Linked DNA regions of Mus musculus: regions 1 and 3 are each linked to region 2. A link is a contact called in public Hi-C and HiChIP or PLAC-seq data. All regions are on one chromosome and are shown on one strand. Each heading gives the region's core, a stretch centred on a gene start, on an enhancer-like site or on the middle of the called end of the contact. The rest is flanking DNA. Distances are from core to core; before and after follow the strand shown.

The links. Hi-C and Micro-C count contacts between places; a contact is called where the count stands out from the background. HiChIP or PLAC-seq counts read pairs in DNA pulled down with a chosen protein or histone mark.
Region 1: an H3K27ac HiChIP or PLAC-seq map of heart atrium shows a contact between it and region 2, with 5 times the contacts expected there. The contact joins the promoter of Enpp6 here to the enhancer-like site in region 2. A contact is called at or near these places in 6 of 39 promoter capture datasets (the C10 cell line, cranial neural crest, liver and 3 more), 1 of 484 Hi-C or Micro-C datasets (bone marrow-derived macrophages), 4 of 115 datasets of contacts at active chromatin or transcription factors (CD4 T cells, acute myeloid leukemia, cardiomyocytes and 1 more) and 2 of 9 other capture datasets (adipose tissue and liver).
Region 3: a Hi-C map of bone marrow-derived macrophages shows a contact between it and region 2, with 18 read pairs. The contact joins two enhancer-like sites. A contact is called at or near these places in 2 of 15 datasets of contacts at CTCF or cohesin (CD8 T cells and the NIH/3T3 cell line), 4 of 484 Hi-C or Micro-C datasets (Th1 cells, bone marrow-derived macrophages, cranial neural crest and 1 more) and 21 of 115 datasets of contacts at active chromatin or transcription factors (the 230-238 cell line, CD4 T cells, CD8 T cells and 15 more).

Annotation. Positions count from the first base shown.
Region 1 is chr8:46,984,301-46,988,552 of GRCm38.p6, reverse strand. Enpp6 (ectonucleotide pyrophosphatase/phosphodiesterase 6) reads right to left here and starts at 1,666. Exons shown (of 8, transcript NM_177304.4): 1 at 1,342-1,666. The coding sequence starts at 1,582.
Region 2 is chr8:46,637,775-46,642,260 of GRCm38.p6, reverse strand. Casp3 (caspase 3) reads right to left here. Exons shown (of 7, transcript NM_001284409.1): 7 at 2,563-4,342. The coding sequence ends at 4,113. Among named protein-coding and RNA genes, the nearest start is that of Casp3, 23 kb to the right of the region's middle. Within about 2 kb of position 3,155, at least 154 of the 459 cell types and tissues checked have an H3K27ac peak or open chromatin away from gene starts, as enhancers often do. A contact at or near this core is called in acute myeloid leukemia, adipose tissue, bone marrow-derived macrophages and 2 more, where this site is marked.
Region 3 is chr8:46,951,723-46,956,158 of GRCm38.p6, reverse strand. It overlaps a transcript of Enpp6 not described here. Among named protein-coding and RNA genes, the nearest start is that of Enpp6, 33 kb to the left of the region's middle. Within about 2 kb of position 2,523, at least 9 of the 459 cell types and tissues checked have an H3K27ac peak or open chromatin away from gene starts, as enhancers often do. A contact at or near this core is called in bone marrow-derived macrophages, where this site is marked.

The sequences.
Region 1 (4,252 bases), core at 417-2,916, 350 kb before region 2:
TGTTCCCCAGTGAGCGAGTGGGTGAGAATGGGGAAGCAGGCCAAAGGGAGGCCAGAGAGTCTTTTGTTAACTGTTTATCTTGGAGACTGGTTTGTTTGTTATGGTTGGATAACAAACAAATTCCTTGCTCATGTGAAGCCTGATTTTTTTTCTCTCCCCGATATCTTCATTTCTAATTCTCATAAATATAATAATCACGAAGTATAGATTCCTGTCGTTTGAGGAGTCAGCACGCAGTTACTTTGTGAATACCTAGGGCACCCACGAAAGACAGAAATGCGAAGGTTCATGGCCCCTTTTCTGTTACCATCATATCATGGATTGTTCCTATGGCCGATCACACAGCTAAAGATGCTTTCAGACTTCCTTTGGCCATGGAGTTCTGTAAAGCTATGTAATGGGCTATCACAGGTCTTAGGTCTTATCTGATAGCATCATTTCAAAGTTCTCCCTGGATTCAGAGCACACAATGAAGTCTTGTACAGCCAGCAATCACTGCCTTCTTGGTTGCCCTGGGTAGCTGGCCAAAAATATCTGACAGCCTCTTGCCGGTTTTGCAGGGAGCTCACCTACATTAACAGGTGAGGCTGCAGATACCGAACAGACAGGCTCAGCCTTCTGGAATCACCTTGAGTGTCCTGACAATTCTAGATGGAGGAAGATCATCTTTAGCCAAATCCACTTTCCCCAGACAAGCAGCTGGGATTCTGCCCGTCTCACCAGGATTTGGACTCGCTTTGTGCTTAACTCCCATTTCACAGATGCTGGGCAATCTCAAGTCCATGACAAAAGTTCATTGTCTCTGTATCATTTTACCTGACCCCAGACGGCCAAAGCAGAAAGTGGCATTACTGAAGAAGGCCTAAAGAGTCCCTTCTAAGTTGTCTAGATGCAAGCTTCCCTGTGGAGGGATCCTGAGAATAACTGTCACAGTCTTACACATTGATAAGTCAGCCTGCAAGAATCCAGACCACAGTAAAGGGACAGAGAGATTCTGTATGGATACACGGAAACCCATCCATCTTCTACACCCCGAACTTAGAAAATGTGGAATTATCTAGAATTTTATCTGTGAAACAAACAATAACCACTTTAAAAAAAATCTCCAAATTCCATATATTACTGTTAGCATCTCTTCTCTTTACAGACAGTCTGAAATAGGTCCTTGGGAGGACATTTGTGGAACATCAAGACCGTGAGGAAATGAAAGTGTTAGTTGGGAACATAGACTCTCACCTATCTTGGATGTCCCGTGACTAGGGACAATCAAACACTAAGGTTTCCAATGACAGATGCTAGCCACATCCTCCCGGCTAAGAGGCAGACATGGTAGGTACTCACCAGTCATGAGGGTGTAGTAATTGGGATAGGAGAGGCTGGGAAAGTCTGGAGTCAAGTAATCCACTTTGACGCCTCTGTTCACAATCTCTCTGAAGCCAGGCAAGGATGCTAGAGCATCCTCACTGATGTAGTCTGAGCGAAAACCATCCAGGAGCAACACCAGGAGCTTCCGGTGGGCAGAAGCCGGCCACACCCAGCTGAGCCCAAAGCCCAGCAGGAAGGTCCAGAGCTTTGCTGCCATGCTGCCAGGAGTCTGCCAGGGTGAGCTGGCACAGCTGTGCCCTTGCAAAGCCTGAGGATGGAGTCTGGAGTTATTCTCTCATCTAGGGGCTGGACCTTGAGCTGTTGGCCTTTCTTAGCCAAGTTCACTTCAGAATTTAAAGGGACAGCACTCCATTTTTACCAAAATAAAATTATACTCAATTCAATTAAAAAAAAAAATTCTGCTCTTCCTCACAAAACCCAGAGACCGACTACCTCTAGATAGGGCAGGATCTCTAACAAGCTAGAATTAACACAGAGGGAGAAAATACAACCTCATTGTTTTTGGTAAACGTTCCGTAAATATGAACGTCCACCGGTGAAACCTTGAAAGTTAACAAAGTCAACCCAAGTTTGTAATTGTGCTGACCACAGGGAGGAGCCAGGGAGAAGGGAAGTCTGTAAACTTGTTGTTGTGCCTGGATTTAAACTTTCTAACTTCTCCACTGAACAATTTAGTAACTCAAAACTTAGGTTATAAACTAGAGACAATACATTTAGGTGGGCCTGTTGTGAGCTATGCAGTCTTGTCCCAGAGATAGCCTTTAAAAACAAATTATTTGTCCAGGTCTCCGCTACTGATTTTTGCCTTCATAGGCCCCTAAATGCAGTGTTACTGTTCAAGTTATCAAATGCAAAGAAACTGTTGGTGCCTGGAGCTCACTTGGGGGAGGGGCTGTTAAGTGGAGGAGCTAGAGAGCTAGAGAGAAGGTTCTAGAACTGGATCAGGAGAGGTTGGAAATTGAGGCCGCAGTGTCCCATGAGGGGAAGAGTGAAGCTGGAGAGTGGGACTCTGACACGGAAAAAGAGCTTGAAATAACAAAATGAGTTCTAAGTCGGGAAAACTCGGCAGGGGAAGCCTGTCAGAGGAGAGGGTTGGCAAGGAGATGGGCAAGGCCAAGTGCTCGGCCGCAGGACATATCTGCAGTGATGCTTTTACCTGGTGCAAAATTAAATAACAAATTTTATATGAAAGCTAATGAAATATGTGCGGCCATAGAAGCGACTTAGCAAGTATTGGGTTGTATTAGTGTTAGTGTTGCTTGGAGCCAGGCGTGGTGGCGCACGCCTTTAATCCCAGCACTTGGGAGGCAGTGGTAAGTGGATTCCTGAGTTCGAGGCCAGCCTGGTGTACAAAGTGAGTTCCAGGATAGCCAGGTGTAGTGGCTATTCCTGGTTGTCAACTTGACAATATTTGGAATGAACTACAATCCGGAATTGGAAGGCTCACCAGTGACCCTTATCTGGAGGCTTGGAGATCCTTATCTGGATCTTGGTTTGAAGATCTTGAGCCATAGTGGCTATGGATTCCAGAAGATTGAATCTCCGAGTTTAAGGAACACACCTTTAATCTGGGCTCCACCTTCTGCTGGAGACAATATAAGGACATTGGAAGAAGGGAGTCTAGCTCTTGCTCTTGCTCCTTCGCCTGCTTGCTGCGTGAGACTGAGTAACTGCTAGATCCTTGGACTTCCATTCACAGCTGCGACTGAACAATTGTTGGGAATTGGGCTGCCGACTGTAAGTCATCAATAAATTCCTTTACTATCTAGAGACAGTCCATAAGTTCTGTGACTCTAGAGAACCCTGACTAATACACCAGGGCTATACAGAGAAACCCTGTCTCCAAAAAACCAAAAAAAAAAAAAAAAAAAAGTGTTGCTTGGGTGCTGAGCAGCCATGCGCACGCGCAGCGCGGGCTTGGTCAGTCTGTGGCCACTCTTGGTTCTGACTGGACATTATTTTTCTCCTGCCTCAGCGTCCCCTTGTGGTTAAAGTCAAACCTTCCCAGGGCACCATGGGTGAAGAGAGATTAGCCAAATCACATCTGAGGCGACTCGGACAAGAATGAAACGTCATTCTTTCCTTCAATCAAAGGCCGTGCTTTTTACAACTAAATTACAATTAAATGTTTTTCTTATTAAAAAGTAGAAAAGGGTAATTTGCTCTTAATGCTTATTGGCTTGAAAACACAACATTATTCTTATCCGTTAGAACAATAACATGTTATTGCTTCACTAAGTAAAAGAGATAAGCTATGAAGGAAGGGGGTGGGTAGGAGAAGGGAGGAGAGGGACCGGAAGCCGGGAGAGGTGGGTGCCCAGCGCTGAGCTGCCTGCGTAGGAAGAAGCCCAAGGAAACTGCAGGCTCAGCAGGACACTGAGATCTGCGTTTTTCTGGCCGGGCAGGTCGCATATCTGTCCTGAAGTGACCACTGGGAGAATCTGTTCATAATTCCAAAATGAGCATAGCATGACAGCTCCGTCTCTCTGTCTTGTTAGAGCGTGGACCGCTTTGCTTTCTACTCTGGTGATATTTCGTCTTGGCCTCTTTGTCTATGTAGCATTGCCTGTGATATCATTGCTAAGAATTTAACACAACGTGTCCACATTTTCTGTTTTAGCTTCTTGAATTTCCACTAAAATTATCAAGTTATTCATCTACTCTTAGCAACGTTTACAATAACTCGCTTTTTTTATTAAAAAAAAGGATTTTTATATTTTATCAAGATAATTACATTTTCTGTTAAGTTTGTCAAATTTTAACTACTTATGAAATTGAGCCTTTTTTTAAAATTTTAGATACTTATTTAATTCACCCAGCTTGTCTTTAGTTAGTCTTGGTGACATTTGTTCAGCTCTCAGTTTAT
Region 2 (4,486 bases), core at 1,906-4,405:
AAAAACTCCCTGAAGCCAGAAGAGGAGAATGCCAACCTCATGATTAACACTCTAGATCCCACCAAGAACCACCTCATGATTAACACTCTAGATCCCACCAAGAACCCAAGAAAACAGCTGCTCTTTCCCGTCACCAGGCGGCCTGTGTATCCTGAAACGCCTTGTACCATTTTCAACTCTTCTTCCCAAGTAAATCTATAATCACAAGTTCCCTCAAGTCCAGTATGAGAAACATGATCTCCCAGCCCCCTACTTCCTGCATACAGAAGTCTTAAACTGCTTAGATTCTCCAGAGAGATAGGAGTGACTTCTGATGTTAATAGCAAGTCCCTTTAGCTCACACCTAAGTTTATGCTAACGGTAGGCAGAGCCATAGATCATCTCAGTGAAGGCTGCTGGGACTGGCCCATCCTAGCTCTGACTTCTGGGGAAGTAGAGTTGCTGGGGCCTGAGTTCTAGAAGTCCTGATGAGCTTCAGTTTCCAAGTGGTTGAACAGTTCAGAGTAGGGGTGGGGGTGGGGGTTGAGGGGGGACACTCCAAGAAAACAAGGAGAATCTGTGTCCCTCCCCACCACACCTAGCCCTGCATTTCCACATTCTTCAATCGTATTAGTTAACAAACTGAGTCCTATAACTAAAGAATTCTCCTGAGTTCTGGGAGGGAGTCTAACAGATAATTGACACCAGGAAGGAAGTGGGTATCACAGATTGAATGGAAGGAAAATACCCTATCTACCTACCTTAGTCATGTGCCTTCTTTTCCAAAGTCAACACTTATTTCTTCACTGTAAACTCTGCTTCACTTCTGACTCAGACAAGCCATTTCCGACCACAGACTCTCACAGTTGGGTCTATTGTTCCACAGCTCCCACCGAGGATCAGAAGTCGAGGAGTTAGTTAAGAGGTAACCACGGAACACTACACCTGTTTCTTGGTAGCTGATTCTCCTGGTGTTTGAAATGATCTTTAGAGGTTTACTCCATCTTTTAAGCTGCATTTGGGTTCGTCCCCGCAAAGCAGAAACTAAGTACAAGGGAACCGAACCAAATTGCCACAAATATATTATAACAAAGGGTAGACCACCTTGGGAAATCTCAATTTGTTTATAATATCATTTTCTTAGTGAGTTTGCTTCTCTTTTTAAAGAGGATCATGGGAAGGACTAGCCAAGAAGAGATCTGGTTCACTATGGTTTGGAAGGGAACAAATGGTCACCTTACCCCTCTGAATATGCCATCCATCTCATGAATATTCATGCAACATGTTTTTGTTTGTTTTTTGTTTTGTTTTGTTTTCTGAGACAGGGTTTCTCTGTACAGCCCTGGCTGTCCTGGAACTCACTCTGTAGACCAGGCTGGCCTCAAACTCAGAAATCCACCTGCCTCTGCCTCCCGAGTGCTGGGATTAACCACAGCACATGCTTGGCATGGTGATGCATGCCTATACCTCCAGCACTTGGGCGATACTGTCCAGTCTGGTAGGTGATATCATAATTTATATTCCTCTTATTATGATGGGAGATTGGGTTATCTGAACATAAGGGGTATATGCTCTCTTTGTTTACACTTGCTCTATTCACATACATGGCCCAGTTGATGGTTTTTATCTTGTGTATGTGTAGGCCAGGTGATAATGGGACTGGTATCATTTCTCCATAGCTGAGCACATCAGCCATGCGTTTGCCATGGAGACTAGGCTGGTTGACCAGTGAGCCTCAGGAACTCACTTATCTCCATCACTGCTGGAATTATAAGCGAGCATCACAATTCGGGTTTTTTTTCCTTTTAACATGGATTCTGGGGATCAAGTTCTAGTTCAGGTTCTTGTGCTGGCAAGGAAACTGCTTTACCCAGCTAACTACTCCCAGACCCATAGCTCCAGTTGTTTTCTTTGTACTATCTCAGACCTCTTTATATAGATAGTATGGAAATTACAATGGGCTAGCCTTTTCTCCACACATTAAAGAGCTAGTCTTTAAAGGTTTAATTTCATGTATATAGGTATTTAGCCCACGTGTATGCCTCTGCACCATGTGCATAAAATTCCCAAGGAGGCAAAAAGAGGCAGTTGGGTCCCCTGGAGCTAGTTACAAAAAATTGTGAGCTGCCATGTGGGTGCTTGGGTTCAAATCCAGTTCTTCTGAAGAACAGCCGACGCTCTTAACTGCTGAGTCATTTCTCCACCACCCTATCCCCTGTTAGAAAGCAGCTAGACAAAAACATTCGTGACACGCTCCTCCTTGTGTACAGGAGTTCCTTGATCCACTTTTGACCTTCACTTTAGAGAAGCTGTGGTTATTATGTAAACTTTGGAGGAGCTGAGTCCCCACCCCTTCCTGTATTCTTTGAGTATATTCTACCTATTTCTTTGGGTTTAAATCCTATCATATCAGAGGTTCTTCCACTTGCCAACACCTTAACATATTAGATTAAGGCCTTGTTGCATCCTCTGACTCTCTCAAATTAGACTGTGGGTTAAAATTATTTTAACTTTCACTTAGTTATTACAACAGCAAAAGTATTGACGACGACAACAACAACAACAACAACAACAAACCCTCAAATACACTGATAATTTTAAATCTGAATTTATGTTTTGAAATAAAATTGCAAGGTAACAAACTTTTATAAAATTGTCACATGGGAACACACTTTAAAATACCATCACATGCTGCATTCACTTAGAAAGCGTTAACAACAAAGCCAGTCTAAACAAGAATCTATCCGTTACAATGTGAGTTCCTTCCTTTCTTTGTGCAACAAGGAAGCTTAGGAGAAATGCTGCGAGAGCCAGCAGTGACTCAGCACCCCCATAAGGAGGCCAGGAGCAGAGCACAGTCTCCCTGAGGATGGACTGCAGCCCGCAGCTTCTCCACATGGGCTGCAGGGCTATTGCTGGATGCTTTCCAAGTCCTGTGTGCCCTGGCCCTTTCGTTTCTAGCACAGTATAAATATCACCATTATTTTTCCTTTCTTTGTAAACGTCAACAGAAAAGTCAGCATGCTACAGACTCTGGACATGGAGTCCAGTGAACTTTCTTCAGACTCTCAGCCCTCTGGGAAAGCCTTTTTGCAGAAGTTTGTGATCTGGTTCACTTTCCCACGTGGTAACTTGGACATCATCCACACAAACCAGAACTCACAAGGGGGGTGGGGTGAGGGGTGGGGAGTCCAGCTGGCAGGCCTTTTCTGAAGATGTGCCCATGGCTCTGCCAAGTCTCTGCTCTGGCTCAAACCACATTCTCTCCAACTACAGTAGATTTCATCTCTCCTTTTCTTAAGCTCTGTTTGACAACTGGTATTATAGTATATTCCTATAGAATTCCTGTACTTCATTCTAATAATCAACCATTTGAGGCTGTTACATAACAGCTCTTGAGATATTTTGCTGGTCTGTAAGACCGAGCTGATTTGTATAAGGATAAGTAAGAAACAAATGCTGATGGATTTTAGCACCTTGCCTTCAATGAGTCAACCAAGTTCGCACACGGTTTTCCTCTCACATAAATACTCAAGTTATTTTTGTTCCAGTAATAAAACATGATTTTTTTTTTTAAAATAACAAATACGTGTTGTGGACAACTGTCACAAAACCAGTAGCTATAATGCATGCTATGGTGGTCCAACTCTTCACTTCCATAAATCAGGTCCAAAACAAGGGTTCCAGCCTTTGACTCTGCTCATGGATTCAAGTTCTAAGACATTATCATTTGACATTATTGTTTCTACGTTTAACGAAAACTAGAACAACATTCTTAACATGAGTGGGGAGTATAAAATCATCAGTGGAAAAGCTGTACTGCTTCAAAATGACTTCAAAATTCATAGTATCGCCAAATCTTGCTAATTATAAAAGGGCAACTTTGTAATTTCATCTAGGATGATAGTACCATCATTGACAGTTACTTGCTCCTTATTAAATTAAATTTCATTTCAACTACCTGATGTCGAAGTTGAGGTAGCTGCACTGTGGCTGGCTGCATTGCTAGGCAGTGGTAGCGTACAAAGACCAGGAGGACCGTCAGATTAGATTTAAATGAGAGTCTCCCTGACAGCTTTCTCATTTGGCATAACAAAACAGAAACACGCCCCCCCCCACCCCCAATCATTCCTCTAGTGATAAAAGTACAGTTCTTTCGTGAGCATGGACACAATACACGGGATCTGTTTCTTTGCGTGGAAAGTGGAGTCCAGGGAGAAGGACTCGAATTCCGTTGCCACCTTCCTGTTAACGCGAGTGAGAATGTGCATAAATTCTAGCTTGTGCGCGTACAGCTTCAGCATGCTGCAAAGGGACTGGATGAACCACGACCCGTCCTTTGAATTTCTCCAGGAATAGTAACCTAGGAGGCAAAAATACGAAGGACTGTATCTTCTATTACACCACAGCATCACTCTGGAGGAGTCTACACATTTTCATATAACCAGAACGATCCAGACAGACATAAGCTTCCTCAGTCTTAGAAGCCACACAAAGGAAAATAATT
Region 3 (4,436 bases), core at 1,274-3,773, 310 kb before region 2:
TCTTGTCATGGGGTACCCTCCCACGCTGTGATGCAAGAAGGCGGCTCTCAGTAGATGCCACCATCTTGATCTTGCACGTCGCAGCCTCTAGAACTTTGAACCAAATAAACATTCTTTCTAGACTAACCAGTCAGTGGTATTGACTTACAGCGTCAGAAAATAAATTAATATTGTATTAGTAACCTTGCATATCTTGCACAAGTATTTTAGCTGTACATATCACATAGATAAATGTTGAAAGAAAACACACCAGAAATATTCATTTCCATCGATAGTGGGGTTGTTGGACGTTCTCATTTACTTAAGTTGCTTTTCTGGTTTTTGCTTGTTTGTTTTAGGTTGTATCCAGGAGTCTAAAGATCTCTCACGAGGGAAGACTATGTATGCTAGATGGGTTGACACAGCTTTGTGGTTCCAATGACAGTGAGGTGTCCAATGGCCTGGCGTTGTTTCTAATGTCCCGAGACAAACATTTTAGTGGTAGCAAAATCAAGGTCAGAATGAAAAACTTGGTGTGCTCTGGAATGCAGAAGAGACCCATGAGAGACTCAGCCATGATTTCAGAGCTCCCAGAAAAGGGTTTAGCATTAACATCCAGGGTCGATGGAGGCAGGGATGTCCCACTGTACCATAGAACATGCTTTAACTATGGAAGTGCCCCGGTAATGTCTCTGTGAAGCTGGGGACTGTGCCGATAATAGGGTGGAGGTTATTGCCAGAGCAGAACCCTTTATATTCAGTCCACCCATTTGTATATTTGACTTTCACACAGTATTCTATTTGAAGATGGACACCATGTCAAAATAGTAAAGTAACACGGATTCTGGCTATACACTAGCTCTCCATCCCTGTGATAAAACACCCAGGATGGCTTATGACCTGAGAGGTTTTATCTTGGCTCATGGGTACAGAGGTTTCATTCTTTCCTTTGTAGGCTCATTTTCTGGAGCTAATGGAAGGGAGCGTATGATGGTAAGAGAGACTCAGTGGAACATAGCTGCTCACTATAGCAATAGAGAAACAAACAAACAAACAAAAACAAACAAGGAAAACATCCGTTGCAGTTCCGGTTCCCCCGTCAATGGGATACCTTGTCCAATATCCTGCTTTCTTCCGGCAAAGACTACAGTATCTTCCAATGGTATCCCCGGTTGGTGACTGTGCTGGTTAGTTCTCTATCAGCTTGACACAAGCTGCCGTAGTCATCTAAGAGGAGAAAATCTCAACTGAGAAAATGCCTCCGTAAGACCTGGCTGTCCGCAAGCATGTTGGGTGTCCTTTGAATTAACAATGGATGGGGGACTAGACTGGTGGTCCTGGGTTCTATGAGCAAACCGGCTGAGCAAGCTATGAGGAGAAGTCAGTGAGCAGCGCCCCTCCACGGCCTCTGCATCAGCTCCTGCCTCCAGGTTCTTGCACAGTTTGAGAATCTGCCTTGGATTCCCTTAATGGACTCTATGACTCAGGACATCTAAGCCAAATAAACCCTTTCTTCCCCCAAGTGGCTTTTGGCTTTTTATGATGGTGTTTCATCACAGCAATAGAAACCCTAAGACAGTGACCAACCCTTGAGCACATGCCACCTTTTGCAACAGTACAACATACATACCATAATATTTAGTCTTTACTAAAGCTAAACAGATGGCCGCCAGCTCTCCTCCTACAGACCCACTTTTCTACCTTTATGGTTGAGATTCAACAAAAAGGCAATGATTGTTTTCAAACATCTTTTTTAAAAAAGATTTATTTATTGTTGATTGATTGATTGATTGATTGATTGATTATAGATACAGTATTCTGTCTGCATGTATGTCTGGATGGCAGAAGAGGGCATCAGATCCCAGTATAGATTATTATGAGTCCCATTTGGTTGCTGGGAATTGAACTCAGGACCTCTCTTGAAGAATAGCCAGTGCTCTTAACCTCTGAACCATCTCTCCAGCCCCTCAAAACTCTTAATATTGCCAAAGAATTAACCCCCAAATCAACCTGCTGGGGAAATCACCAGCTTTCCTTAACATTCTTGCATGCATTGAGCATGGTTGTCTTTAAAACTCTGTGTGATTCTGATGGATGTTTAGATGAAGTCCTTTATTGTGCGTGACGCGTTGTGAGGATGTGTCCCCTCCCCTTGGGGCTATCTCCCAAGCCTCTCCCTCTTTGGAGAAGACCTGTTGTTCCCTCAGCTATCCAAGCAGGCTTGTGCTTGATTTTTAGTCTCATTAGTCCCTCATCCAATCACAGGAGTTGGCTTCTGGGAAAGCCAGAGCTATAATAGGGCTCTTGTGAAAAACCAAGATGTAAAGTCTCTCCTGTCCCCTGTTCCCGTACTCTACCTAGACCTGCAGAATTTCCAGGTACCTGTGCTAACAAGCAAGCGAACAAGCGGAGGCCTTCCAGGTCCAGTTGGCCACACATTGCTACTTAATAGTATACTAGGGTTCCTGACCAAAGGGTGTTCAAGTACAAGTTACCAAAGAGGTGGGGGTCTAAAATAGAAATGTTAAACGGCAACAAGAGAATGGCCACCAGGTGGCGCCATAGTTCCAAAATACAATCTTAATCCCAGCTGTGAAATATCAAAAGGCTTATTGCAGTGATTCTCTTCCCATCTTAGGTTTGTATCGAGCTACTGTCTACAGCTTGCACTGCCACGGTCAGCCAAACCTCTCAAGTTTGTTCATATTACTAACTCAAAGGTAAATTCAGTGGAAATTCAAGGGATGCAGAAGTGGGGAGTGGGGGGTGTAGGGGAGTGTTTAAAGTGTTTTAAACAAAACCAGTGGAGTTAAAAAATGAGTATTTATCTCAGCAACAGAGAGTTTAAATATGTATTTAAAAGCCATTTAACATATGTTCAACATTTAGATGTTAAATATGTACATGCATGGAATATTCTAATATGTAAATAGAACAGAAAATAGATTTATTTATACAAAATTGTATGCTGTATATATTTAAATGTTTGTCTGTTTTCTTCTTTTCTTCTTCTGTCTTCATTGTATCTTTTTAAATTTTTAAAAAAAGATTTATTTATTTATTATATGTAAGTACACTGTAGCTATATTCAGACACTCCAGAAGAGGGCGTCAGATCTTGTTAGGATGGTTGTGAGCCACCATGTGGTTGCTGGGATTTGAACTCAGGACCTTTGGAAGAGGAGCATCAACACCGCCCCATCCCTGCCAAGGTGGGCTCTATTCCCATAACCATCAGCTGGAATCAGTCCTTCACCGTTAACTAGAGCGCAACCCGCCCCCTCCACGCCCCAGGAAGTGCAGCACTGGATAACAAGGAAGAGTGATGAGAAGATGTCAGAGAACACAGAACCATCTAGAACAACTGAGTTAAAACAACATCCATAAAAATTAGAACAACTTTCTGAAATGGAAAATATCTGCCCCCATAATGCCCAAGGCAAATTAATTATAGTTCAAATGAAAGCTGTTTCTTTCAGAAGTGTTTTATTTTCCAAAGTCAATACTGCAACGCTTTTAAAGTTAGAGAGAAATGCAAAATCCGTGGGCTTCAGCCTTTTGACCCACATCAATAACTGCCAGGAGACGCTGGAAGTATATTTAGAACTTTGAACATAACGTGGTGTATGGCATGAAATGTTTACGGGAAGCCAATATTATTGCTTGCATGAGAAAGCAAGGAGACATTATCAGGATTCCTAGAGCTAAGAAAATACTGTCCATACTTCCTTACCCACAAAAGCAGGACACAATTCTTACTAAACAAGACCAGAACAGTTTATGATCACAAGAAGTCATTAGCAATAATTTTAAGTGGACCATAAAAATAAAGACCAAGAATGTGATTTAAATAGTAAATGTACTATGCATAATAAAAAAGCACACACTGATGAAAATCGTATCTCAAATCCTTTATCCAAATAATTTTTTTATTGAAAGTGGATTTTTTTCCCTTCGTACATTTCGATTATGATCCTGAAATTTCACAAGATCCAGAAGTGAAAGTAGATTTTGACAGTAACTAAAACACTCCGGCTTGTTGTCTGAGGTCAGACGGGCCGGTCGGTCACTGGGGGTGAGAATTCTCATGGCAGCAGCTCAGCTACAGGAGTGGAAAGGAACTTCAAAACCATCTTTTCAGAGCTATGTTTCATAAGACACCTGCACATGGCTCTCAAAGTATTTCTTTACATCTTTCTTCCCTTACGCTGGAAGGGCGTAGCACAGCTGGAACTCACAGCCAAAACAGAAATCAGAAATGGAAGCGCTCCACCACACACATTGGCCTTAGCTGACCCACAGGACAGTGCCACCTACATCTTACAATGAAATTGCGTAGTTCAGTAGGTATTTACAAAGATATTTTTTCTGTCTTGTCATCAGAAAGCTTAACAGAAAGGGGCTTTCTGTAATGTAGAAATGTTTTCATAGTTTTAAGGGCTTATGACCACTGTGTCA